2 separate regions of the Ovis aries genome follow, and region 2 is linked to region 1. A link is a contact called in public Hi-C data. All regions are on one chromosome and are shown on one strand. The core of a region is the stretch at or near the end of the contact, and the rest is flanking DNA. Distances in the headings are between cores, read along the strand shown.

Region 1 (6,376 bases), core at 3,016-5,515:
AATGTGCATATCTAAACCTAGCATGGTTTCCAGAAGTTCATGGGCCGCTCCTTTTTTTTTTTTTTTTTTTTCAGGATTTACTTATTTATTTTTGTATGTGCAGGATTTTCGCTGCTGTGCGGGCACTTCCTCTAGCTGTGGAGAGCGGAAGCTGCTCTCTAGCTGTGGTCCCCGGGTTTCTCACTGCTTTCTTATTTCTCTTGTTGCAGAGCATAGGCTCTAGGCACGTCCGCTTCACTAGTTGTGGCTCATGTGCTTAGTCGCCTGCGGCATGTGGGATCCCAGTTTCTGGACCAGGGATCAAACCCATGTCCCCTGCATGGGCAGGTGAATTTTTAACAACGGGAGCACTAGGCAAGACTCTGTGCCTTTCCTTTTATTAGGACCTGTCTACTCTCTTTAGAAGGCACTGGGGGTTAAAATACTCTTTGTCCTGATACAGTAGGCTGGGAGCACCCTACACATGATTTTCCCCTAGTAATATATCACGATTACCCTTTTATGCCAACAGATATGCTCAACGTCAGTTCTAATGTCTGTATAGGATTTCATTCTATAGACTCACCATGATTTATTAATCTAAGCCCCTTTTATTGAATCCACCTGTTATTTTGAAGTTTCCCACGATTATGACTAATTACGCAGTAGTTATTCTTTTGCATGTCACAGAAGCCCTAAGGTCATGACCCTTGAGGGCTATCCTGGTACAATCACAGGTACCAAGCAAGGATCTGGCTAATTGTCCCAGCTCTGTTTATTGAATAAATAGCCATCCTCTCCTTCACCCTGTTATTAGGTGTCAGTTGGGTCACATTCTAATTATATACGTATTTGGATCTGAGTATCGGCTGTCTCAGGTTTCCCTGCTGGCTCAGTGGTAAAGAATCCGCCTGCAATGCAGGAGACTGGTTTGATCCCTGGGTTGGGAAGACCCCCTGGAGAAGGAAATGGCAACCCAGTCTGGTATTCCTGCCTGGAAAATCCCATGGACAGAAGAACCTGGCAGGCTGCAGTTCATGGGGTTGCAAAAGAGTCAGACACAGCTTAGTGATTAAACAGCAACAACTGCGCTTTCTTATTTCAATCTATCTGTTTTTTTGTGTGTGTGTGTCAGGACTGAAATGTTTGTTTTAGAAGTCTGAATACTGGCAGTAGAGAGTTCAACATTCCACTGTATTTTCTAGACCGTTCTCATCTGTTCATTCATTTGGCTAACTTGGGAAACACTTTATCAAAGTGTCTTGCCCACATACCAGTTAAATTTCAGGTTTGGCTTGAAACTGTAGAAATAGATGAATTATTTGGGATTGTATTAGTTATGCTTCGCTGCAGGACACATTATCCCAAAGTTCAGCAGCTTGAAATAGCACTTATCCATCTCACACCCTGTCTGAGGGTCAGGAAACTAGGAACAGCGTGGCTGGGGGATGCTAGCTCAGGATCTCTCGTTAGGTTGCAGTGAAACTGTTGGCTGCGGCTGCAGTCTTATCTGACCAGATCCTCCGCCACTCACGTAACTCTTGGCAGGAGACTTCAGTTCCTTGACATGTAGGTTTTGTAATGCGGTCTCCCCGGAGTGAATGCTGAGAGAGAGAAGAAAAGAGAGAGAGGAAGGGAGAGAACCCGAGGAGGAAGCAGAAAAATCTTTTATAACCTAATCTCAGAAGTGACAGATGGTCACTTCTGGTGCATGCCATTATTGATCACACAGACGACCCTGGTATGTGTGAGAGAGGCCACCCGAAGTCACGGATACCAGGTGTCCGGGATCATCGAGAACCATCTCGAAGGCTAACTAATACAGAGGTGAACTGAACATGCTACGCCGCTGCAGCTGTTCAACTGTGAACGCGGTGTGTCCCTACACCAACTCGAATCCTCGGTGTGCTCTCAGCGAGGATTTTTACTTTTTTTCACATAGGTCCACACAATGTTTGTTAAATTTATTCGCAGTGTTTCACATCTGGTTCCTATTGTGAACTGGATGTCTTTCATATTGTATTTTCTAAGTGGCTGTTGCACTCATACAGGGACACTATTGATTTTTATGGCCATGATTTTTCAGGGGAGCTTAAGGGGTAACAAAGCAGAAACTCCTCTAGACTGTCACTGAGCCTTTGGATCACAAAACAGAGACCAGATAAGATCCTAAATGTGCTCTTGGGACCAGTTTCCCCAAGTGACTGCGTGCCAGGGAGGTGGGAGGAGAATGTAGGGAAGGTCCTCCTGCAGTCTGTCTTTACGTGGTGCTCAGGGCTGCCTGAAGTCAAGATGATGGGGTTCTCTGACCATGACTTGACTCTGCCTTTAAGGGAGCCCTGTGGTCAGGGCCTGGGGGGAAAGCCAGGGCAAGTGGCCAGTCCACCTAATGCCCCAGAGACTTAGCCCATCTGCCCACGACTTCCAGGTATGAATCTCCAATAGCATCTCCCCAGAGCCCTGTTCTGCAGCGTTTACACAGCCTCTGGTCAATTCCCACATGAATGTTCCATCATCCATTCTCATTTCTAGTAGCTACAGTGTTTATCCAGCACCTGCTGCACACCCAACAGACCTCTCAGCACTGGGGATCAGCAGAGCAAGTGCCCTTGTGATGCTTGTTACAAGTAGGGAGAGAGAGACAACACCAAACCAACTGTAAAATAGTCTTTAACAGAGTAAGTGATATGGGAATAGATAGAGCAGAATAAGGGAGGCTTCCCCGGTGGCTAAGCAGTAAAGTTTCCACCTGCAGTGGAGGAGATACAGTAGACACTGGTTCAGTCTCTGGGTTGGGAAGACCTCCTGGAGGAGGAAGTGGCAATCCACTCCAGTATTGTCAACTGGGAAATCTCATGGACAGAGGAGCCTGGTAGGCTACAGTCCACGGGGTCACAAAGAGTCGGACATGACTGAGCGTACGCGCAACCAAGGAAGGGTCGGGAATATAGACGAGCTGAAAGTTTGAGCAAAGACTTGAAGCGGGTGAAGGAGCTAGCTGGGGCCTGGGCAGAGGGAACAGCCAGTATAAGGGAGGGAGTGTGTATTTGCGGAAAGCTGAGAATGGGGGTGCTGGGTAACAGGGACTTTGGGAGGGGTGTAGCTGGGAGGAGGCAGATTCTGTAAGCCTTGGACTTCGAGTGAAACAGGAGCCACTGCAGGGTTTCAAGTAGAGGAATGATGTGATCTACATTTTAAAATGGTTTTAGATGTAAGCAGATGCCTGATAGGAAACTCTGGGCCCTTGGTCCCCACTGGCCATGCTGCTACAGTCCTCATCACCCCCCTCATAGCCTTTGGCCAGAGTCCGCTGACTTCTCCCAACCTCCTGCTCTTCTGTCTCAGAGAAATGTCTCCAAGCCCTTATGCAGCTCAGGAACCTCTGGTGACAGGAAGGATTATCCCTGCCAAGGTTCTGGCCTTCCTGCTAGGACGGTCTGGCTTTGTCAGCATGTCCCTCTTTGAGGGTGGGTGCCAGTGTGGGCAAGAGTGTGCATGTCCTGTCCTGTGTCCAGAGGCCAGTTTTCTTGGGGCACATTCCAGCACTTCTCAAATATATTTATTTCACTCATAGTTATTATATATCTTACTCACTGTATAAAGCAATACAGAATGGTCTAAAGTGGGCTTCCACCCCCTTCCAACAAGAAGGCAAGGAACCATGTGTGTCTTCTTTCATATTCTTCCTTTGTTTACACGAAAACAATCAAACATAGAATTTTAAACATGGATTGCACGATGCACAATAGTCTGAGTGTCACCTTTCCATTTTTCTGCCCTGGACATTTTCCTCGGCCAAAGCAGACATATAGACTCCATTCTTTGTGACAAGAGTCGGTGTTCCTCATTAGGCCACTCCCCACCCCACTGAGGGACATTCGGGTGGTTTCCAGTTACTTTCGTAAGAACATTGCCTACGTGCACCCTGCCCCCAGAGGGAACTGCGTTAGTATGCAAAGTTAAACACATCACATCAGCCGATGAAAAATGAAAACAAAATAAAACCAGTTGGAAGGCGGTAAAGGGCCAAGTGTAAATACCCCTGGGACTCCTCACCTGGTTCGTTTCCAGTCGCTGGGCGCTGTCTCGGCGGGAACTGCCACGGGCTCCTTTGGTCTGCGCTGCCGCCGCCTTAGCGTCCGGGCTCTGGACCGCCGTGGTGAACTAGAGCAGCGCGCCAGCGGCGGGAAGGGGTCCACCGGGGCGCAGACCCCGGGCCGTCCCGGCGCGCTTGGCCGGCGCTAGCTGCTTGCTCTCCTGTCTGGCTCTCCCACGGGCAGGCGCGCCCACTCCGACTGGCCGTCAGGGGGCGCTCCAGGCCGAGTCTAGTGGCCTCCTTCGCCCGGGGACCGCGACCGGCGGGCGGAAGCCAGGCTAGAGGTGGAGCGCGGAGCGGGGCCAGGCAACTCCCACCCGCGCGGGCCCTAGCACGTCTTTCCGGAAACCCGATCCAGCCCGCGCCCTGGCCGCGCTCCACGCTCGGCCTCCTGCCCCACTGACCTGGGATTGCCAGGGAGCTCTTTGCCCGCTGGGGCACAAAACGGGGCGCTAGCGTCGTCCTTCCCATTTGGCTACCACCCACCCGCTCTCAAACATATCACCACCACAAGGATGACACTATCACCGCTCTGGCCGGAGGACCAGACCGCATGCCGACGGCAACCGGCCCGTCCCAGCAGCCCTGTGCTGTGCCCACTCTCTGCCCTCCCTGAGTGGGGAGGAGAGAGAAGAGGGTGGGTGGCCTCCAGGACTGCAGCACTGCATGGCAGGAGCCTCTGTGTGGGGCCTCCATGGTCTGGGTCACACTGGGACAGCCCAGCCAGACCTGGGGAGGGGCAGCCTGGCCCTCATACTTCTTGTGACGCCCTGGGCATAAAGAGCACCCGCTCACACCTGGGTGCCATCACTCTGGGGTGCCTGACCCACCTTTAGTCCTCTTGGGGAGCGAAGAGGATGTGAAGGTTACCATCCCTCCCAGGCCATAGTGTCAAACTCTGTTTTCTCCTGCTCAGGCTACAAACCATCAAAATCTTCATAGTATCTGCTGCTGCTGCTGCTGCTAAGTCACTTCAGTCATGTCTGACTCTTTGCGACCCCATAGACGGCAGCCCACCAGGCTCGCCCATCCCTGGGATTCTCCAGGCAAGAACACTGGAGTGGGTTGCCATTTCCTTCTCCGATGCAGAGAAGTAAAAAGTGAAAGTGAAGTCGCTCAGTCGAGTCCGACTCTTCCAGACCCCATGGACTGCAGCCTACCAGGCTCCTCCGTCCATGGGATTTTCCAGGCAAGAGTACTGGAGTGGGGTGCCATCGCCTTCTCCGTCATAGTATCTGGTGGATGTCAAATTTGAAAATTAGATGAAGTCCCCAGATGGCAGCCTGTGGAGCGGGTAGCCAGAGGCAAGTATCTTACCTTCTCTGAACCCATTTCCTTGTCTAAATACAGGGGCAGCTGGGAGTAGCTCTGAGTGCCTTTTAGGGTGAACTTTTGATCTCAGCATGAGCAACATTACCCATCCTCATGGCCAAAGACAGGTGAGTTCCCTCCAAGCAGAAAGCAACATCCCCCCTCTGTCCAGGATGCTTCACATCAGGGCATGGCGAGGATGGAGAAAACACACTTGTATTGTTTGTGATCATGTCCAGATACTTGCAACAACAACAACAAAAAATGATCAGCAGCGACCACAATTGACCCCAGACTGAGCCAGCCCATTACAGGAGAAAGGGAGAGGATATCTGCTTCCTTCACGTCCTTGAATCCTGTGATCGAGCCCCACGGGTGTCCCTACTGATTCCATTTTGCTTTCTTCCTTAACTGCAAGCCAGAAAGAAGGGTAGATCTCTTTTCCTCCAAGGCAGAGTGTTAGAAGCTTTATCTCAGTCGGCCAATGTCCTGGAAAAGAGGTAGACTGCCAATGATGGAGCAACTAAAGCAAAAGACTGCGCAACCTAGAAGCTCCTGGCTGGCTCCTCTGGCCTGTTTGATGTTGACTCAGAAGACATGGAATTCATGGGCAAACCTGCCTCCTCCTCCTCCTCTTACCTTTGGAGGAAAGATCGGTTCCTGGTTGGCTGGGGCAGTGTCATTGATACAGCTGGTGTCATCGTTACCTTCCACTAACAGATCACTCGACACCTGCTGGGCCAGGCAGGGCCAGGCCTGGGCATTGCCTGCAGAACTGGAGGCTTTGACTCTTCCATCATCTGAGAGCCCAGGGGAGGCCACGACCCAGCCTCTTGGGGACCCAACAGAAGGACTAGACTGTTCCAGGTGCCGGATCGCCATTGCAGGTCTTGGCTGCCTCTTTCCTTCCAGCTGCCTGATCCCTGTTGTTGTCCCGAGCAGAGGAAATGAGTTCATCGTCAGCTGGGAGCTGTGGCAGAGTAACAATGC
Region 2 (6,374 bases), core at 835-3,334, 33 kb after region 1:
ATTTCTTTGTATCTTTCTTTACTTATTTGATCTTTAGTTATGTCATGGGAACTGTGAGTTGTGGCACATGAGATCTAATTCTCTGACCAAGGACGGAACCCAGTCCCCCTGCTTGGGAGCAGTGAGTCTTAGCCGCTGGACCACCAGGGAAGTCTGAGGTTTCTGGTGTTGTCCCATTCTCAGGAGAAATGAACTGAATGAACTGTGGAACTGCCATCCATCCATCTGTCTCTTTATTTATTTATTGGTAGTAAATCTTCCTCCATCTTTATTGAGGTGTGATTGACAAATCAAAATTGTATGAGTTTAAGGCGTACAACGTGACATTTTGATATACATATACATTACGAAATGGTGACGCAATCAAGCTGACTAACATATCCATCACCTCACCGGCTCTTTTTGTGTGATGAGAGTATTAGTTTGCTGAAACCCACGTCCATTAAGTACAGTAGTCATTTACAGTCTTCCTGCTGTACGTTAGATCTCCAGAACTTTCTCATTCTGTATAACCGAAGCTTTGTGCCTTTTCGCCACATGGCTAAAGTTTCTATAGATATATTTTTAAAAGTAGGTGGCGCATGTATGTGTATGCGGCGAAATATTATCCAGTCTTAGAAGGAAATCCTGACATTTGTGACAGCACAGATGAGCCTGGAGAACATTATGCTAAGTGAAATAAGCTAGCACAGAAGGCCAAATGCTGCATGACCTTACTTAAATGTGGAGTCTAACAGAGTTGAGCTTGTAGAAGCACGGAGTGGAATGGAAGTCGTGGAGTTGGGGTAGGAGTGGGTGGGGAGGGAAGTGGGCACTGCCGTTGACCATGCTGCTTCCTGTTGCCACAGCTGGTTGGAGTAGGAGCACTCTATTTAATTTGAGGTGGTTGGTCAAATGCCATTTATCTATGGTACGCCAGTCATAACCCTTTTCTAGGGGTGCTAAGCCTCCTTGTTATGGTAAATTGTGTCCAGTTAAAATACATATGTTGAACTCCCAACCCTAGGGTCTCAGGATGTAACTGTATTTGGACCTAAACGTCTTAATAGAGGAAATTAAGTTAAAATGAGATTTTTAGGGCAGGCCCTAAATCAGTGGCTTCCCAGGTGGCTCAGATGGTAAAGAATCTGCCTGCAGTGCAGGAGACCTGGGTTTGATCCCTGGGTTGGGAAGATCTGGAGAAGGGAATGGCAGCCCTCTCTAATATTCTTGCTTTGAGAATTCCATGGACCGAGGAGCCTGGCGGGCTACAGTCCAAGCTAAATCAATATGATTGTTGCCCTTAAAAGAAGAGGAAATTTGGACAGAGACATGCGTGAACACAGAGGAAAGACCATGTGCTGCTTATAAGCCAAGGAGAGAGGGCTCAGAAAGGAATCGACCCTGCTGACACTTTGATCTTGGACTTGTGGCCTCCAGAACTGCGAGACAATAAATGTCTGTTGTTTAAGCCTACCTGCCCCCGTCTATGGTGCTCTGTTACGGCAGCCAGGAAAACTAGTATCCTCACAAGGAAGTAAGACTGGGGGGTTGCAAGCCCTCTGGCTCTGACATGGCTCAACTGTCTGTGATTTCCCTGAGATCACTCCTGTTTGGAAGACTTCTGTGGGTGGATGATAGATCTACAGTCCCTGGTGGAAGCTCTCTTGGTTAGTGCGCTGTGTATTGAGCAATATGGTGACCACAATCCGATTAAGGATTCCTGGGGGAGGAATGGGAAACCCACTTTGTAAAGTGTGAAGTGCCGTGCCAGTGTGACGCTTCATTTTTATGCTCCTGAGATGCTAGTGACTGATGAAAGTGAAATACAACTTTAGGGTAAAATTCGTTTTTTTCTGCTTTGGAGGCAGACAGACTTTGGTTCCAGTTTTGCATCCGTCATTAACTCTCTGCTCTAGTACTTCGCATCTTGAAAACAACCAACTCACCTTCCCTTTTCTAGCTTAACCCCACAGCCCCCTCTGGCTGCTGCTTCCTGTCTCTGCTCATTTTTAACAGGAAATGTCTTGAAAGGGGTTGTCTGTGGTCACTTCCTCTCTCTCCCCCATGCTGCCTGGATGGCTGCCCGTCCGCTCCACCAGGGCTGCTGTTGACAAGAGCTCACGTCACGTGGTCCCGAGACCACGTTCTGCGGCCCCTTGGTGCTTCTCTGTCATCTCTCGTGGTGTCTCAGCAGCCTGCAGCTCGGCTCACCACCCCCTTTTCCTCTCAGCTTCTCCTACAGACATAGCCCCCTATGGGTTTTTATCTTACCCCTTGGTCTCCCTTCTCAGTCTCACTTTCTGGCTCCAACTCTTTCTCTCAACTTATAAACGGCTCAGTGCCCCAAGGCATTCTGGCTGTTTTCTCTGATCTCCTTTCTTTCTCTCATTGATAACATCAAGTCTGCGGCTGAGAAACATCACCCCCATGCAGAGGGCCTCTCACTCAACCTCTGCAGCCTGAGCTTAAGTCCCTGGGACCCTTACGTCCCAGGTTTATGCATCCCACTACCCACAGCAGGTGTCTTGGATGTCAGATGGCATCTCAGACGCATTAAAGATACAATTTTGACTTGTTTTCCTTCCAGCTGTAGTGGATAATTCCCTACTCAAACATGCCAAACCCATTTCCAATGCTGGGGCCATTGTGCCCATGGTTCCCTCTCTCTAGAAGTTTCTTCTCCCTGAGACTCACTCACCAACCCTCTTATTATTTAGGTCGCAGAGCAGCCCCTTCTGAGATGATTCTGGTCACTCTGTCTAAAGTAGCTGCCTAGACTCTATCACTTACCCTGTTTTAATTCTCTGTATACTTTATTATATAATATGGCATGTTGTATAGTATGTTATATAAATATTATATGTAATATGATATATTACATAGTATGATATATAATATAATACTTCTGATATTCTGATATATTTTTTATTTTACCGGATGAGTGTTTTTCTGTCATTGGAAGGCAAGCTCTGAGAGAGTGGGGCTAAGTGGGGCCTTTTTCACGGCTATGTCCCCAGTGCCTGGAGCAGGCAGAGTCTCCTAGGTGCTCAATAAGGATTTGGTGAATGACTGGAGAAGCCACTTAACATCTTTATTCCTTAATTGCTAACTCCTACAGAGTGGGTCATTAAGAATTTGTCTTTTTTTTAGAATTTAAAAACGTGATTGTTGAATTGGAGAAAAATTCTCAATCTGTGTCATTGCAGAAGCGACAAAATCCTTGTTTTTTTTTTTTTTTAGACGAGGGGCTCAAAACTCAATTCCCATCTTCTTTGTTTTTTCTTCTTGATCCATTAAACTATCAGTGGACTGAAAAAATTATAAGCCGCAAAAACAGAAAATAAGAGGAGGGGAGAGCAGATGAAAATAATGCCCAAAGAAATTTGGTTTCTGGAAGACAGAGGGAGAGTGATGGGAGGTTAGCGGGGCACCTGCAGGAAGGGGCTGGTGGTCCTGAATCAGCTCAGCCGAGAGACCCCACAGGCTCGAGACTTGCGGACAGCGGGTTCAGTGAAGGACGGCGCTGAGAATGAGGGACTGGTGGCACACTCCTGCGTGGAGTGGCTGGACCCTCAGTTCCCTGCTTTCACCTGTTTCTTCAGGCTACTTCATCCCTTCCTCTGCCCAGGACCTGAAAGGACACCACTGGGGCTCAGCGTATCAGGACAAGTGGAGAGAACAGGTCGGGGCAGGTCGGAATCAGGGGCAACAAGCACAGGTTTGAACTCTGAACCATGGAACCTACTGTCAGGTTGCCTGTAGGGTGTACAGAACTGGTAACATTTTTTTTTTTTTGGATGGTGTTTTTGTCTATAGCAAGTTAATAATTTGAACTACATAAACTCAGCCTATTAACTCTATTCTGGTGGCCCAATCTCAGGTGATCCTATGATAAAAATATTCTGTTGTCCAGGAACATTCATCTGCTTGCTGGGCTACCCTTCTGGAACCAGGGCTTGGCCACTGGACTTGTGAATGACTCGGTAGTTATGAATGCTGGAGCTCCATAGGGCACTTGGTTAACCCTTTGCATGGAGGAAAGGGTCAGAGAGTACTCTGAAGGGCTGAATGGAACCTGGTCTGGGTTTGGGGTATCTTACCTGAACCTACTGCTGCCCCTGCCTGTCCTGGGGTACTATTTCTGGGAAACTTGCAGGGACAATTTGCAAAAAGGTACCTCAAAGCATTGGTTTCTCATGAATCATGGGGCTCAGGTTAGGGGTCCTGCTTGCTTGAGTCTAAGGGCTGACTTACCTGTAGCCTGCCTCCTATGCAGACTCCTGGGATGTTGGTGGTCAGGCACCACACGGGTGGACACAGATGATGTCAAATAATTTCAGAGAAAGAACCTCCAGGTATTTCCACCTGAGGGTTCTCAGTGGCGTGGCTATCCCTCATCCAGTCTTCCCAGAGTGAAACCCAAGGAAACCCCAACTATACACTCTGAGTCTCTTGGGTCTTTAGTTATGACACGTGATGCTGTGCAGGCTCAGTAGTTGTGGTGTGTGGGCTTAGTTGCTGCAAGGCATGTGGGATCTTTGTTCCCCAACCAGGAATCAAACATGTGTCCCCTGGATTGCAAGGAGGATTCTTTTTTTTTTTTAATTTAAATTTATTTATTTTAATTGGAGGATAATTACTTTACAATACTGTATTGGTTTTGCCATACATCAACATGAATCTGCCACGGGTGTACATGTGTTCCCCATCCTGAACCCCCCTCCCACCTCCCTCCCCATACCATCCCTCTGGGTCATCCCAGTGCACCAGCCCCAATCATCCAGTATCATGCATTGAACCTGGACTGGTGATTCGTTTCTTATATGATATTATACATGTTTCAATGCCATTCTTCCAAATCATCCCACCTTCTCCCTCTCCCACAGAGTCCAAAAGACTGTTCTATACATCTGTGTCTCTTTTGCTATCTTGCATACAGGGTTATTGTTACCATCTTTCTAAATTCCATATATATGCATTGGTATCCTGTGTTGGTGTTTTTCTTTCTGGCTTACTTCACTCTGTATACTAGGCTCCAGTTTCATCCACCTCATTAGAACTGATTCAAAAGTATTCTTTTTAATGGCTGAGTGATACTCCATTGTGTATATGTACCACAGCTTTCTTATCCATTCATCTGCTGATGGACATCTAGGTTGCTTCCATGTCCTGGCTATTATAAATAGTGCTGCGATGAACATTGGGGTACACGTGTCTCTTTCAATTCTGGTTTTGCAAGGAGGATTCTTAACCACTGGACCATCAGGGAAGTCCCTCAGAAACACACTTAATTTCCTCTTTGAATTGTGAGCAGTCAGGGAACATCAGACATCAGAAGATAACCTCTGACACAAATGATAGGTACCAAATACAACAAACGTTAAAGAAAAGAACAAAACAAAACAAAAACCAGAAGAAACAGACCTACATCAGAACAAGAGGGAGAAAAATCTCTAAAATCCTCAGAGATGAGTGTTGGCATTTATGAAAGAAGTACAGAATGCCACAAAGCAAAAAGGAAGAAGCAAAGAATGAAAGAGGGCTTGGGAATTATAAATGTACAGCTGAAATAAAGAATTCAGTGGAAGCCTTGGGGGATAAAGTCGGTGAGATCAACCAGGAAGTAGAACAAAAAGGCAGGAGGCAGGAACTAAGAGAAAAAGGATAAGGCACTTACAGTGTCAAATCAAGAAGTCCAGCAGTTGACACAGAGGAGTTCTAAGAAGGAAAAAAGCAAAATCAGAGGAGAGAAATTATCAGAAAAATCCTAAGCAGAGAGGTAGTAGACTAGAAGGACCTGAAACTTCAACAATCAAAAGCACCCTGAGTGCCTAGTAATCAATGAAAGAAACTCCACACCAAGGCACATCTGTTAAAAAGTTTCAGAATTCACAGATAAAGAGGAAAATAGTGCCTTATGCAGAAAAATGAGAATCCGAGTGGCAGTACTGTATGCTGGAAGATAAGGAAGTGAAGTCCTTCAAGTTCGGCAGGAAAATGATTTTAATCAAATTCTATGCTTAGACTAGCAGTTACATGCGAAGGTAACATAGATATTTTCAGACATGACTCTATATGGATATATAAATAGTATACATATGATACAAAATATGTATATAGATCTAGCTATATATATGTTGCTGTTGTTTAGTTGCTAAATTGTGTCTGACTCTTTGTGACCCTCTGGACTGTAGCCCACCAGGCTACTCTGTCCATAGGATTTTCCCAAGCAAGAATACTGGAGGGGGTTGCCGTTTCCTACTCCAGGGGGTCTTCCCAACTCAGGGATCCAATGTGCATCTCCTGCATTGGCAGGCAGGTTCTTTACCACCAGGGGAGCCCCTGATGGCTTTACAGTGAACTATATTTATTTTAAAAAGTTTATTTATTTA

Evidence for each region. Hi-C and Micro-C count contacts between places; a contact is called where the count stands out from the background.
Region 2: a Hi-C map of blood shows a contact between it and region 1, with 2.0 times the contacts expected there. The contact joins the enhancer-like site here to the promoter of SH2D4B in region 1. A contact is called at or near these places in 8 of 16 Hi-C or Micro-C datasets (blood, mesenteric adipose tissue, retroperitoneal adipose tissue and 2 more).

What each region holds. Positions count from the first base shown.
Region 1 is chr25:34,956,824-34,963,199 of ARS-UI_Ramb_v3.0, forward strand. SH2D4B (SH2 domain containing 4B) reads left to right here and starts at 4,266. Exons shown (of 8, transcript XM_042240921.2): 1 at 4,266-6,376. It overlaps LOC105605028 (a long non-coding RNA gene), which reads right to left and starts at 4,242. Exons shown (of 2, transcript XR_001024649.5): 1 at 4,036-4,242; 2 at 1-1,583.
Region 2 is chr25:34,992,242-34,998,615 of ARS-UI_Ramb_v3.0, forward strand. The region is part of intron 3 of SH2D4B (SH2 domain containing 4B); the gene reads left to right. Among named protein-coding and RNA genes, the nearest start is that of SH2D4B, 34 kb to the left of the region's middle. Within about 2 kb of position 2,085, at least 14 of the 54 cell types and tissues checked have an H3K27ac peak or open chromatin away from gene starts, as enhancers often do.